Regions from separate parts of the Zea mays genome. Here region 2 is linked to region 1. The links are chromatin contacts, called in public Hi-C maps. All regions are on one chromosome and are shown on one strand. Each heading gives the region's core, a stretch centred on a gene start, on an enhancer-like site or on the middle of the called end of the contact. The rest is flanking DNA. Distances are from core to core; before and after follow the strand shown. Region 1 holds the start of LOC100278045. Region 2 holds the start of LOC100280802.

What was found. A called contact is a pair of places that touch in the nucleus more often than the background predicts.
Region 2: a contact with region 1 is called in a Hi-C map of tassel, with 4 times the contacts expected there. The contact joins the promoter of LOC100280802 here to the promoter of LOC100278045 in region 1. A contact is called at or near these places in 14 of 25 Hi-C or Micro-C datasets (bundle sheath, ear, endosperm and 5 more) and 1 of 3 datasets of contacts at active chromatin or transcription factors (leaf).

The regions. Positions count from the first base shown.
Region 1 is chr1:186,167,692-186,175,287 of Zm-B73-REFERENCE-NAM-5.0, forward strand. LOC100278045 reads right to left here and starts at 4,872. Exons shown (of 2, transcript NM_001151452.2): 1 at 4,072-4,872; 2 at 3,418-3,980. The coding sequence starts at 4,301. The coding sequence ends at 3,632. It overlaps LOC100283883, which reads right to left and starts at 6,832. Exons shown (of 4, transcript NM_001156781.2): 1 at 6,410-6,832; 2 at 5,674-5,772; 3 at 5,301-5,591; 4 at 4,866-5,205. The coding sequence starts at 6,712. The coding sequence ends at 5,071. LOC100191824 (blue copper protein) reads right to left here and starts at 873. Exons shown (of 2, transcript NM_001137248.1): 1 at 611-873; 2 at 1-509. The coding sequence starts at 776. The coding sequence ends at 139. It overlaps LOC100192591, which reads right to left. Exons shown (of 6, transcript NM_001137806.1): 6 at 6,972-7,261. The coding sequence ends at 7,148.
Region 2 is chr1:186,343,658-186,351,253 of Zm-B73-REFERENCE-NAM-5.0, forward strand. LOC100280802 reads left to right here and starts at 2,611. Exons shown (of 3, transcript NM_001367141.1): 1 at 2,611-2,765; 2 at 2,849-2,994; 3 at 3,094-3,674. The coding sequence starts at 2,636. The coding sequence ends at 3,606. It overlaps LOC103641388 (U-box domain-containing protein 15), which reads left to right. Exons shown (of 3, transcript XM_008664748.3): 3 at 1-1,589. The coding sequence ends at 1,432. It overlaps LOC103641349 (RNA cytosine-C(5)-methyltransferase NSUN2), which reads right to left. Exons shown (of 17, transcript XR_560270.4): 12 at 7,072-7,435; 13 at 6,466-6,974; 14 at 6,132-6,360; 15 at 5,901-6,049; 16 at 3,844-3,925; 17 at 3,612-3,758.

The DNA.
Region 1 (7,596 bases), core at 3,622-6,121:
GTACAATAATCCGCCGTCGTCAGAATGAAAACGCTAGCTCAACAACAAAGTATGTACGTACGTACACAAGAATACTATAATCCTGCACTGCCTCTATCCTGGTCCTGGCACGGTGCATGCATGAAGTATCAGATCAGATCAGAAGAGGGCGACGAGCACGGTGGCGGCCACGGCGAGCGCTGGGCCGGCCGTGAGGCGCACGGACGCGCCGGCCGGAGTGTCGGGGGCGGGGGCGCTCGGGGTGGTTGGTGTGGGTGTGCTGGGCGAGCCGCCGCCGGGGGTGGGGGACCCGGAGCCGGAGCCGGAGCCGGAGCCGACGGTGACAGCGAGCTTCATCCCGCCGCTGCAGTGGCCGCTGATGCCGCAGATGTAGTAGTGGGTGCCGGAGGTGAGGTTGACGGTGGCGGGGCCGTTTTGGATTGTGTTGGCGGCGTTGGTGGTGGAGCAGCCGTCGTATCCGCTCTTGTCCACCTCCACCACGTCGTGGTTCCCGGTGGCGAAGTTGAACACTGCATGCATGCATATGGATGTAATTGCATATATATATTTACGTTTCGTTTGTTCATTCAATTCATCATGCATAAGAAAGAGTAGTAATACTACTACGCACCTAGCTGATCTCCATCCGTGAAGGTCTTGCCACTGGCCCAGTTGTCGTAGTTGACGCTACGACTCCAGCCGCTACTGTCGCCGACGGTGAACGTGGTCGCCGAGGCCGCCGCGACGGAGCTCACAAGGACGAGCAGCGTGATCAGAGCGGAACGGGACGCCGCCATGTGGGTGGGTGGGTGGGCCGGTGGGTCTGTGAGCTGCTTGCTTGATCGATCGAGGCTAGCGTAGCAGTAGCAGCTTAATTAGCTTTATCGATCGTGGTGGATGACGATGCACGACGATGGCAGGCAGGCTCCCTTAGCTTTTTATAGAGCTAGCTACGGCCTGCAGCTGCGGGAGGATCGGAGAAGAGGAGTCGTTGGTCCACGCTTGGCCGCTCTCCCTCTCCCTCGATCCTACACTTTTGTTTCCTCTCCAGTTCTTCCTCCTTTCCTCTCGAATAATGCTAGCTGCGAATGGTTCCATCATGTATGGTAGGTGTGGTCGTAATTTTCTTTCTCATGCATGGTACGGTCCAAGTCCAATGCTTCTAGACGGCTATAATATGCAAGTATATATTATTAGCCACCAGGCCCTTTAACTAATTTGTGCGTTTTGTCAAAGACGCGTCCATTAAAGAAATTAAGGGATCGATATATGATGGAGTGGTTAATTAGGACAAGCGATGCCAAGGCCGCCCTAGCTAGCTCACGAATTTTTTTTATTTTTGTTTATTTGCCAAAAGGCTACCAGCTAGCTCATGTTACAATTAGGCGTTTTCTTCTTCTTCCCAGATTAACACCATTATTATATATATTCGAACGTGTCATTTTTTAATTGTCGATATCTTTGGAATTTTCTCCGTACCGTTTTGACATTAGGCACCACATCACGTAATAAAATATATTTGATTATATATCTAATACGTACCATGCATGGAAGATCTTGATATGCTCTATATATACACGTAAATTAATTTACGATTACAATATATATGGAGGCAAAGGCTTCCCGCCGGTCGGCCGGAAGAGAAGCCATTCATTCATTTGACGTCAAACGGGATAACGTCGTGGTGTTGCAAAATAATAATCGCACGCTGTGTTTATATCCATCTTCCAAATGGCCTAATTAATAATTTAGGTGCCTTTTTTTCTCCACCGTACCTAATGCATGATATATTATATTATATTGACCGAAAGCAGGAAGACGACGACGTAGTATATATATATATATATATATATATATATATATATATATATATAGAGAGAGAGAGAGAGAGAGAGAGAGAGAGAGAGAGAGACGCCATTTGCTGTTGAGTTCGTTGGAGTAGCTAGCTAGGTTATTAGGTTAATTCCAATACTAGCTACTAGCTAGCTAACCAACAACAACCATATATATGAGCTCATGCATCACCTATTTTTAAATTTAGGACGATCATGTAATAATTGAATATATATATATATATATATATAGAGAGAGGAAGAATATCAAATTATTATTTCCTACTTACGGTTGCTGATATATAATAATTAAGTTTCCTGTATTATTATTGGAACAATATGTAAAGCCCTTAACTCAGAGTTTCATTCGGACGACGATCGTCCGGCGTTCATACATAGAGAATCGATCAACGAACAGAAAATATAATCCATGCATTAGGTACGGCTCTGATTATGTAGTGCATGTGTCACCCATGACATCCTCATCCATGCATTGACCAAGTAGTAGCGGAAAGATAGAAGAACGAACAGATAGTTGCATGCATGGAAAAGTCACTCCTGATTGCCGGTCTTTGCTCTGCTAGCAGATGAACTTACAAAACGCGGTGCTAGGAATCTATCAGGACGAGGGTGCATGGTAAAGACCAACTCAATAGTTAATTTGTGAGTTATGATTTTGTGTCATGGACAAGAGGAGTGTGTGTCGCCTTATATGTATGTAACAAGGACACCAAGTCACAGGCGTATTGCTTGATAATGTCCATGAACACCATGTATGTTATATGTTACTAGTAAGTGACAAATAGATGTACTAGCCTACTAATCAAGCCAGTACAAATGTGTTCACAACCGATAGGTCTGCAAAAATGCCGGTACAAATGTGTTCACAACCGCTTATATAGAGCTTCTCTATACTAATGATGCTGAGATAATTTGAGTTTCTAAACTACCCCTAAGTAGCTAAATAAAGAATGGTATTATGGGTGGGGGGGATAGAAATGTTAGGTGTGAGACCCTTTCGAGATTATCTATTTTCAATTAGCATATTTTAAATACGAAATATGCCTATGCTTTTCAAGGACTAGGAGAGATTCAGTCAAACAAGACACAAATCAAACATGATTATCACGGAACGGAACACATGACGAAATCTTTTTGTTCAAGTCAATGTGGCACCACGCGCGCCTCGTTCCGACATCTCCAGGTTGCAGCAACCACCACCGAGAAGGACATATTGAATTTTCGTCGTCCAATATGAATAAAATCTCTTTATTTCTCTGTCTGTATCAGTTGTATTGTAGTAGTTTTCTTCTCTTTGGTCGTCCTTGACTGACGTGTTCAAGAGCAGATGGCAAAGCGGAGCAGGTGCCACCGACCCCATCTAGGACTGACTCGACCTGCTTCCATTTGGTGAAGAATTGCTTGCGCATTTTAGAATTTACCCGTAAAAGAACTGGAGAATTTACAGGTAAAATCAATTAATTGTTTTTTTCAAAAAAAATGGATTACAACTACAGGGAAAAGTCCTTGTCGTCGTACATGAATGCGCGACAATTTCTGTGCTGTGACTGTGAGCAATGGAAAGTGACACGGAACCTCACGGCAGGCATCAAATTCTCAACAGATTGTTTCCACAAGCTAAAGCAGAAAGCGTGCAGGAATGGGTACTTTAACTTGGAGACCAATCCTACTCCGTACTACTGTAGCAGTATTTACAGTTTTTTTTTTGACTGATTGATTGATCGATCGATCGTCGTCTCGAAGTAGATTTACACTTTCTACAGCAGCAGGAAGGAAGGAGAATGATCCATCACAGTTGTTCAGCAGAGGAACCTGCCGAGCGCGAGGCCGACGCCGGCGACGCCGACGCAGACGGCGAGCGCGACCCACCACGCGGCCACCCCGCCGGCTCCGTGGTCCGGTTCCGGACCATCCGCATCTCGTCGTGGTCCTCGGAGCAGGGAATTCTCGGCCTCCAGCATCATGACCCAGCGGCGGTGGGCGGAGAGCGCGACGGAGTCCCGCACGAGCAGCGCCGCGAGGTCGACGTTGGTGGCGCCCGCGGCCGCCAGCTTGTCCTCCGCCTCCCGCGCGCGCGACTGCGACAGGCGCAGCGCCCGCAGCAGGCCGTCGTCGGCCTTGTGGTCCTTGGCAGCAGCGGTCTCCAGCCTTCCCAATTGATTGGAGGAATCCAGCTCAATTCAAGGAATGAATCAAACACCGAAACCGAGATGAGATGAGATCGGGGATTGAGAAGGACCTCTGCAGGGTGGGTACGGGGCCGAAGAGCTTGGCCGGTGGGGGCAGGTCGCAGTTCTGGAGCAGATCGGGGCGGTGCCCGTGACGTCGATGCTGTTGCAGTTGCTTGTGCGGCCGATCGGCGGCCATCAGCATCATCTCCCGCTGCAGGTCGTCGTAGTGGCGCTCCAGCTCCGACTCCAGCCCGCCCTTGTTCTTCCTCCGCTGGTCCGCTGCTGGATCCACATCCATCGCATCGGCTAGAGACCTAGAGTGGTGTGGGTGGTTTGGTGTAGGAGAGCGGTTGCTTCAGCGGAACGGGATGGAACACAACGTCACTCTCTCTTTCTGCCTTGTGTGGCTGGCTTCCACGAGAGAGGGAGAGCAAGAGCAAGCAAGCAAGCAAGGAACTGAAACCGCGGGGACGGCGGAGGAACCGGTGGTGGCTTTTCCTTCTTCGTGCCGAGTTGCGTTGCTTCCGTCCCGAGTTAACCGCGTCGTGGTGCATTACACGGCATGTCCAGTCCAACTGCTATGCTCCTACGCAAATACGTCCGAGTATACTTATTTTCCTTTCGTCGGCCAACAATACGTATGGAATCATGTTCATTGGCTGCCCATGACTCATGTTCGTTTGTCTTAAATCTACAAATGCCCTATATGTCAAAATCCTCTCCTAATTCACTGCAACCCCCCTCAATTCTCTGTTTGGTTCCACCTAACTAAAATTTAATTTATGTCACACCGAATGTTTAAATAGTAATTACGAGTATTAAATATAGAAACTATAAAATTAAAAAGACGAGACAAATTTATTAAACCTAATTAAGTTTATATTTAGGACCCTTGCAACGCGCGCGGGAGGATTTGACGCCCTCACAGCGCTCACGTTTGCCTCACGACGAACATACACCAGATTGGCAAATCAATAAAACAAGGGACATAACTATTTCTGAAAAGGAAATACCATGGGTCAGAATATATATGTGTGTGTAATGACAGATATGACCTATTTGTTTCGTTAACAGTTCATGCTTAGCTTATCACTCTGGTCATCAGATGGTTCCACCTCGGCCTTCTTTGGGACAGAAGAAGGTTCATTCTTTTCACCATTTTCATCTTTGAACATCACGTTAATGGGCCGTCCCATCAATATCTGCAATAATGATCAGAAGATCATACTAGGTCAAATACGAAAGCAGCAACTGGTAGTACCAAGTAGAACCACCCCCATTACTAATATATTTTTACCTTTCCGTTGAAAGCAGATATGGCGGCCCCTGCGCTCTCTTTCGAAGAAAAAGAAACAAACGCGTAGCCAGCAGATCGTCTCGGAGTGGTGGTATGGAAGATAACTTCAGCTGATACCACACCTGGGGCAGAGGCAAATAATTCCCGAAGGTGACGATTTCTTACCCTCCATGTCAAATTCCCGACAAACACAACATACTTTTCCGTGTCATCCGATACCACAGCAGGTTGCTTAGGTTGCTTCTTTCTAGGCCTTGCGAAGTCCACCTTAATTTTCCTATCATTTAAAATCTACATAAAAACAGACGGGAAATAATGGTCAGTTAAGCAGAGCGAGCTGAAACAACGCTTTGTTCAATTAAAAGTAACTTACAGTTGAATTGAGATGGGTGAGAGCTGCAAGAGCCTCCTCTTCTGAACCCATGGTTACAAACGCCAACCCTCTGTTTTTATTGGCGCTGTACATTGAAAGCTAGGAAATCAAGGAACAAAAAAATAATCACTAATGCTGTCACTATTTTCTTCTGTACATAATTCTAGACAAAAGAAAAACAGATAGATACCCCCATCATGAATTGGATAACCATGAAAAAAGTTATTATCCTAAGCGAAAGGTGGAAACACGTGGCATCGCAATCTATCTATCTAATTAACACAAAGCATTCTCCTCTGAACAGGAGGGCCTGAGTTTCAGCATGCTGAACAAAGTGATTTCAGACATATTCGCAGCATAATTCAGATTCCTTGTTGTTGAGTTCAATCTTTGATCAACACCTACCCTGCACACTACTGAGCACAGATTCACAGGACCCAAATACAAACTAGGTAACCATATAAGATTAGCCCATATGTTGTTGTTCTTTAAAAAATATATAGCTAGCAAAGGGAAGAGCACTTTACTAGTAATTAATCTCTCTACACACAATACAATGGAGTTTGCAGCAACCAGACAATAATATTCCCAGATAGTAGCAGAATTCTGGTTTGCATCATTATATTAAACTACATTAGCTCTTCATTCTGGATGGCAGCCAATAATTTTGTTAGCATCCACTGTCTAACAGGATTGCAGTTAGTCCGTTACTAAGGGAAGGGAAGCAGACGCTTACCTCGACGCCGACGACGGAGCCGTGGCTCTCGAAGAGCGCGCGCATTTCGTCGGCCGTGCAGTCCCACGGGATGTTCTGCGCGACGAGGCGTGTCTTCGGGCCCACTTGCTCGACCGTCTCCGCCTCCGCCTCCGCCTCCGGCGCCTGGACCTGGAGGGCAGGGGCCGCCGCGCAGGCAGCGAAGGCGGCGCGAGAACTGGCGTGAGCGGCGAAGGAGACGTGGCGCTTCCGAAAGCGCAGGTGGGGCCAAGGCTGGCACTGGCAGGCGGGGACGAGGCGGGCGAGGGGGAGAGCCAATGCCATGGCGGCGAGCTCGCGAGGCAACGGATGGCGAAGATATCCGTAACGCGGGCTCGTTGGGCTTTATCCCGCCACGGGAAAATATCCTATCCCATTCCCAGGCAGCTAGCTCCACGGCCATCGACCTCGCCAAGTGTCTGCCCGTGTTGCCGAACGTTTGGGTGACAATTGTTTTTGTGATACAAAAAGACAAAACGGGAGGGCAACAATTTACATAGAAACGAATGCGAATCAATAATTCACAGCTCTGCGAGCTAGTATATTTTTTTTCACAGGCCAACGTGTATTTATTTATGGATAGTGACTTGATACAGTACCAATAATCTTCATGGTCCATACATACATATGTACAAGCAGTTTCTCCAAAGAGGAGAGAGAGAAGAAAAACAACAGTACACACGCTATGTACAATGAAGAGCACACCTAACATGCAGTTGATCAATTCTTTGTGTCAACTCCATCGTCTGAGGTTGTGCTCTGATCGAGTTCCTTTTCAAGCTCCGCGATGACCGGCTCCACAGCAGCATCAATCTCATCACTGACCTTGTCGATCTGCACAACAGCACAAGAAAAACATCATTTATTCCAGGTCAACTTTCACTTCACATGTTAACACAGCAACGTAGTGAAATGTTTCAAGCTCGGTTTATGCTACTTCCAAATGATGCAGAAAACATCATCATATGAAGTTTTCTTAACAAAATCCGACGCATGCCTTGCGGTTTGCAGACCTATGTTTTTCTCCGATTCCTTACAGAAGTTGCCATCAACTTATGGTGTCAAAAAAATATGTCTGAAGTGACACTCATGCAGCACCAAGCAAGCAATTTCAAGTGTTGTACAACATTTCTGTGCAGAACACTACCTGCAAATGATTACTGATCTCA
Region 2 (7,596 bases), core at 1,361-3,860, 170 kb after region 1:
AGACATGGAGCTGTCGATGGATCTGATGGTGATCCTCCAGAACAAGGAGGAGGAGGAGCAGGAGAGGAACGCCGACAGGGCCATCCTGGAGAGGCTCGCCAGGAAGCTGGAGCTGCAGACGCTGGCGGAGCTGAGGGCAGAGACGATGGCCGTAAAGAAGCTCATCAACGAGAGGAACGAGAGCACGACGCAGATGGTGGGCCTGCTGAACCGCTTCAAGGAGATCGCGGGCGTGGACGAGAAGGACGTCCTTGGCGGCGACGTGTCCATGCCCAAAAGCCTTGACAAGTGCCCCTCCCTGATGATCCCCAACGACTTCCTGTGCCCCATCACGCTGGGGATCATGACGGACCCGGTGATCGTGGCCAGCGGGCAGACGTACGAGCGGCGGAGCATCCAGAAGTGGCTGGACGGCGGGGAGCGGACGTGCCCCAAGTCGCGGCAGCCGCTGGCGCACCTGTCGCTGGCGCCCAACTACGCGCTCAAGAACCTGATCCTGCAGTGGTGCGAGAGGAACATGGTGGAGCTGCAGAAGCGGGAGCCGGCGGAGACGGAGTCGGAGCGGAAGGGGGAGGCGGCGGACGCGGCCGACAGCATCCCGTCGCTGGTGGAAGGCATGTCGTCCATCCACCCCGACGTGCAGCGCAAGGCGGTGAAGAAGATCCGTCGGCTCTCCAAGGAGTGCCCCGAGAACCGGGCGCTGATCGTCGACAGCGGCGGCATCCCGGCGCTGATCGGGCTGCTGGCGTGCCCCGACAAGAAGGCGCAGGAGAACACGGTGACGTCGCTGCTGAACCTGTCCATCGACGACAAGAACAAGGCCCTGATCGCGAGGGGAGGCGCCATCCCGCTGGTGATCGAGATCCTGCGGAACGGCAGCCCGGAGGCGCAGGAGAACTCGGCGGCGACGCTGTTCAGCCTGTCGATGCTGGACGAGAACAAGGCGGCGATCGGGAGCCTGGGCGGGCTGGCCCCGCTGGTGGAGCTCCTGCGCAGCAGCGGCACCGCCCGCGGGAAGAAGGACGCGGCCACGGCCATCTTCAACCTGGTGCTGAGCCCGCAGAACAAGGTCCGGGCCACGCAGGCGGGCGTGGTGGCGGCGCTGATCGGGGTGATGGACGACAGCGCGCTGGGCATGGTGGACGAGGCGCTGTCCATCTTCCTGGTGCTGTCGTCGCACGCGGCGTGCCGCGCGGAGATCGGGACGACGGCGTTCGTGGAGAGGCTGGTGCGGCTGATCAAGGACGGCACGCCCAAGAACAAGGAGTGCGCGCTGTCGGTGCTGCTGGAGCTGGGCAGCAACAACAGGCCGCTGCTGGTGCACGGGCTCAGGTTCGGACTCCACGAGGACCTCTCCAGGATCGCCAAGAACGGCACCAGCAGGGCGCAGAGGAAAGCCAACTTGCTCATCCAGCTCGCGCGCAAGCTCTGAGCCTGAGACCTTTTTTCTTTCTTTCTTTCTTTCTTTCTTTCATTTTCGGGTGATACAAACGTTTGTCAGCTGTCCTAATAGATCACTATAGTTTAGGAGTTTCTTTTCTTCATTGTTTCACCGAAATTTGTGAGAAAAAAATGTCTTCTCTTTTTTTCCCCTACTTTTCCATGTTGGGCAGGCCATCGTATTTTGGGCCTCTTTTGCCGTTTCGTCCGGATTGGATATCTGGAGCGGGCTAGATAATAAAGTGTATCCATCCATGGCATGAGCTAGGCTAGGTGTGATAGATGGCACGTAGGGTGATAATGACTCTAAAGATTTAATGATCGAATCAGGTTAGTATTAAACTCTATTTTTATTTATTTTTTAATTAAACTTTATTTAGAGTCTTAACAGTTTATGAAAAATTATTTGGATCATAATCCATTAGCACCCTAGTGGCACGTGGGCGCCTGTCGGCCTGTGTGTTGGGCACAGCGCATGCATGCGCATCCATACCAACGCGCCGGCCCATGTTTGCTGCTCTACCGCCGCCACCACCCCACATCACAGCTTTTCCGTTGCAGCGGTTCTTACCACTGGCAGAGGCGCGTGGAATAACTTGTCTTTTCGCCTCTGTGGATAGGATTCGTGCCGTATACAATACTCCGTATTAGACTAGATGTTTTTTTTTAAAAAAAAAAGAACCGTATGCTTCAGCTGTTGAAAACATCACGCTCAAATCCTGACTTTTATCAAGATACTACAACTTTGCTAACAAGGTATAGTAGTGCTTGGCAAGTGGGATTAAACCATTCCCGAAATAAATCTGAACAGACCAAAACAAACCAAAAAAACAAAGAAAGAATTATCAATCGAGTGGACGGGCGCTACATGTACAAAACTCGAACCCCAAAGTGGACGCTGTCGAGATCCCAAGCGACCGAACACAAGTTCAGTGCAGCAAGTTGTTTTTAGTTTTAGACTTTTTGTCAGGAAACGAAAAAAGGGGGCGCGCGAACAGCCAAGGCAGGCAGCGCCGTCAGAAACAGCAGGGCAGTGCCCCGGGGTTGGCTGGCTGGCTGGGACGCACGCGACCACGGTTTGGGCGGCATCCAGAGTCCAGACCACCCCACGGGCCATGCCGCACCACGTTAAAGCTTTATAAATGAAATCACCACGACGACCGCAATTCCATCGCAACAGCTCACCACCACCACCATGGCGCTCCCGCCGCACATCATGGCACTCAGCAAGGTGCAGCGCCTCTACGACGCCTGCGACGTCGTCTTCTCCTCGCCGCCGGTGGCGCCCACGCTCGGGGACATCACATGGCTGCAGAACATCCTCGGTCAGTTTACTACCTCTGCCTTGTTCGCCGCCTGGCCGCCCGGTCAATATAAATTAATTAATGTTTTTTTTCCTCTGCTTCAGATGGCGTGGAAGCAGCCGACGTCGGGATCGACGACGGGGAGAAGCCGACGTCGTCCTCGTCCTCGTCCGACGACGACCTCCTCCTGCCGGCGCCGGCGTTCACGCGGATCACCTACGTGCACATACACCAGTGCGACGATTTCTCGGTAAAGCTAGCTAGCTACCTAGCTGGAGTCAGTTTTGTGTTGTTGTGCTTCGTATCTGACCGATTCCCCCGCGTCCCTGCTCGTGCATTCATCACGCAGATTGGCGTCTTCTGCTTCCCGGCCGGCGCGACGCTGCCGCTGCACGACCACCCGGAGATGGTAGTGCTCAGCAAGCTGCTGTACGGCTCCGTGCGCGTGCGCTCCTACGACTGGGTCGCCGCGCCGCCTGATAATTCGCCGTCGCCGCCCAGGAGGAGGAAACGTGGCCTGGCCAGGGTGGTGGCCGCGGACGTGGTGCGCCGGGCGCCCTGCCCGGCGTCCGTCCTCTTCCCGCGCAGCGGCGGCAACCTGCACGCCTTCACCGCCGTCACGCCCTGCGCCATCCTCGACGTGCTCACGCCGCCCTACTCGGAGGACCACGGCCGCCCCTCCACCTACTTCACCGACGTCCCCGTCCCGTCCCTCCCGGGCTTCGCTGTCTTGGAAGAGACGGACCTGCCCGAGGGTTTCACCGTCGCCGGGGCGCCATATCTTGGCCCTCAGCTCACGGTCGATACGGAGGATGACGACGACGACAACTACGACAGCTACGACGACGAGCTAGTAGTTTAGCTTAGTTATGTTTTGCTTTTCATCTCTTGGTCGAAAGAGATAGATAGTAGTACATAGTTCATAGTTGCAAACTCAAAACTCTCTCATCTGATCTGTACAAATCCTTCCTTCGTCCAGGCCCAACCAACCGACGTGTGTAAATTACTAAGAACCTGCTATTCGTAACAAAGTTTGACAAATCCCACTTTATAATGTGAAACAAAACACACATGCCTAGAATTAATTAATGTGGTATACCAAGTTTTAATTAGCAGCCAACCAAATAGGAAGGTAGGTCCTTGTCAAGATGCCAAGGCAAGCTCCATAGTCGTCGTTAGGGCTGAAAAATATATAACTTCAAATTATTCATAGCTTTATTATAGATTTAAAAAATCATAAGAGCAAGAGAAAGCAATTAAAAATAGATTGTTATGTCATGCAACGTGACTCAAAATTGCTATATACATATATGTTTATAATAAGAACATATATTCTACTAAGATGAATATAAGAATCGATGTTTCCTATAACTTGTATAAAGCAGTTAAAATTATTGGAGCATAAAATAACCATAATGTTAGTTTACTAATTCGTGTCTCACTTCTTGGTGTGCCAGCCTCAGCGTAGGCCATCTAATCGTGTTGAGTCACAGCACAATAATTTGAGACATGTCGGGCCATGTTTTTTTGAGGTTCTATTTTTAGGCCGTGGACGACCCAAAATGGTCAGCCCAAATTTTCAGATCTAGTCGTGGTCCTGCTTGATCTGACAGTCTTCACCCCGAATCTCTATTTATATCCATACGGAAAAATATAAAGCGTCATTGACAATTGTCTCTGCTGCTGCTTGTGGCCTGTCACACCCTCACTATCACCATCCTATCCCTGTAGCCATGAAATTCCGTGGAGAATATTTAAGACCGCCTATTAACAGTCGTCTCAAAGTAATGGTCTCTGCTGCTTTTTTTTACGATTGGAAGTTAATTACTCAATCGGTTGCCATCCACTCGTTCATATAAAGGAGCAGTGGAGCATATCCTGTACGCAAAGGATGCCGGTGCTTCCATGCGCAAAATGCATCCAACCCATCGGTCCAATATTCAACGGTGTTGTGGTCTTTTTACAAATAAGGTCTTCCACTACCCACGCTCCCCACGCTAAGTGATGTTCTTTTTTTTCAAAAAAAATCCGACACCCCTTCTTTCCAAACAGCAGCAACATTTAACTAGTCTCTTGGTGATGCCCTAAGGCAGCAACATTCAGAAAATATAGTAGCTCAGTTTACATTCAAAAGCAAAATACTGAGGCTTTATTTGGATAACATTAACACATATAAATAGAACAGCACTAGCGTTGGGATGCGTTTGCCTGCTGTTTGGGGAGAAGGGGCGTACCGGGGTTTTTTTAATGAACAACACTAATGTGGGAAGCGTGGGAAGACTTATTTGCAAAAATGTCATAACACCGTTAGATACAGAACGGATCGGCTGGATGCATTTTGTGCCTGGGAGCACATGACTTCTTTGCGTACAGGATATGCTCCCACCTTTATCCCTGTAAAAATTATGTCAAACACACAGTCTACAGGTTTTCTATATTAAACATAGATTCAAAACCGATCTACAGGTTTTCTATATTAAACATAGATTCAAAACCGATTTGAAAACAAATCAGACTCCGAACTGGTTTTCTCGGTGTCAGGCTCTCCGGCTCAGCCACCAGTTTGGACAGCGGAAAGCCTAAAGGGATCCAATTTTTTTCCCCTATTGCTTCTTGATGCCAAGAACTTATTAGTAAAGTCTAATCTCTCTGTTAGCCCATTTTTTTAATGTGAACACTATATATGATATCTCTCTTGTAATAAGTTTTATTTTAACTTTCGTCCCCACGTGTGGTGGAAGTCCATGGACCAAGTCAAGCGAGTGAGTCTTTAAGGTAAGCCCAAGAGCCAAGAGACTATAAAGTTCATAGTAGCTACTAGCTAGCTGCCGGACCGATTTTTTTTTTCCAAAAGAGAATGTGATAACATAGTATGATATGATGCTTGGTTTGCAGCTTGCCACTAGCACCGTGCTGCTTGGGATAAAGGCGCAGAAAAGCTAGTGTGCCCACAAATGCTTGGACTGAACAAGGAAGAAAATACGGCACACGGCAGGAGAAGGGGGAAAAAAAAGCGATGTGATTTTGATTGCGCTCAAGCCCATTAAACTACTGCAGCCAGCTGCTGCTGTTCTGTCCTTGACTTGGAACCCCACGGGCAGGTAAAACAACCAGGCAATAAAATTACAATGACGAAGGTGACAAGAGTAAAATTACCATCCATCATCCAAATCGATACGCCATCCTTTCAAGGAGATCCTTCCTATCCGAGGGAGAAACCATAACGTTAATGGTCCCCTTCCCTCTCCAGCAAACAACGGCAATTGTGGAGGGATCCTTACAAATGGAATCTACACGCCTATTCCCTGAAATACCAGAGAAAGTTAGATTATGAACTAACTCATGGTTTCTTTTATCTTTACTCTTCAGGTAGGTCATAAACATTACCTTCGAGTAACACTACAACACAGCAACCAGGCGTCAAGGACGCAGCCTGCTCCCCGAATCTGGTGTCGGTAAAATGAGCAAAGCTTATGCTTCGGTACTGTACAAGGCGGTGGAACTCGAGTGCGGATGCATATAGTATCCTCTTGCTGATGGATGGAAGCACCAGCGATAATCCATCATAAGACAACCTATATGCACATGGACAGGGATCCTTTGATCTATGCCTTTCCTGAAACAGAACAGAGTACCTCAGAGTCTGAGTAAAATATGCAATGCTGAATCTTCCTGCGAGATCTTGAATCGGTAAGGGACACCGCGTGTTTAGAGCGCTTACAAACATTTTAACACCAAGTGAAGCTATCTTCAGCTGCCCACCAACTTTTGAATTCAGCTCCAAAATCTCTTTAACTGATTTTGATACGTAATATATTCTCCTTGCATTATCAGGACTTCTAGTCACCAGATGACCTTCGAGTGGGAATGATTCCTTGATGCCAAAGAAGGATTGTATACTCTTTATCACCGCTTCATCGTTCAAAACTAAGACAGGATCAACCCCTTCCCACCTGCTTTGCTTTTGCAACTCCATTCTATCTCCTGACTCTGCTAGAATGCTAACTATTTCGACCTCGCTTGAGTTCTTATCCTTTGAAGTTTGGCTGTCTGTGCCTAATTTCTGTCCCCTACCAAGCACTTCAGTATCATCAACTTCAGAAACATTGTGCTGACGGCGTGTCAAAGTAGTTTCATAGGGTCGTGTTTCTGGCTTGGGCTCTTTCTGGAACTGTATAGTTCTGTCTGTCCCAAGTCTGTGCTGAATTTTAGTATCCTTTATCTGACTGCCTGAAACAATATGGAACATTCAAGCATACAGTGGGAGTATTAATTATGCAAACGAGAGGTATTGAGTGGAATCATAAAAAAGGAAGTGCAGGATTACCATTCAAGGGCGATAATTTGTGAAGAACTGCGATGAAAAATGCCCCGCTGTTCTGGTCATGAGGAACAATCCTCATGCACCGATGCAGTGGAAACTTTGAACTCACAATGTTAGAAGTGCATTCCAAAATTTTAGTGGGACTAACAGAAACTCCATCCATATCTTGATTAAGTTTGCTTGTTTCTTCAATGTTGATATTTCTTGAGAAGCTGTTCATATTATTTATGTTCACTTCAACATCACCACACACGGTATGGCTTTCCTCGGTGCTATTACTTGCAGGAAACATGCTTGGAAATACTACATTCTTCCTATTGTGTGGAACTTCATCGTGACTCTGAAACCAAGATTCTCGATCTTGTACCTGCAAGAGTCAGAAAAGAAACCTAAGGAATAACCAGAATAGAAGGATAAGATTTTCGCCATGTTGAATATGTATTGTACATTGTCAATTAGGGACTAACTGTTCGACTAAAGTCATGAGATGGAAAAAAGGGTTTATTCTAAAAACAATCATAATTCTAC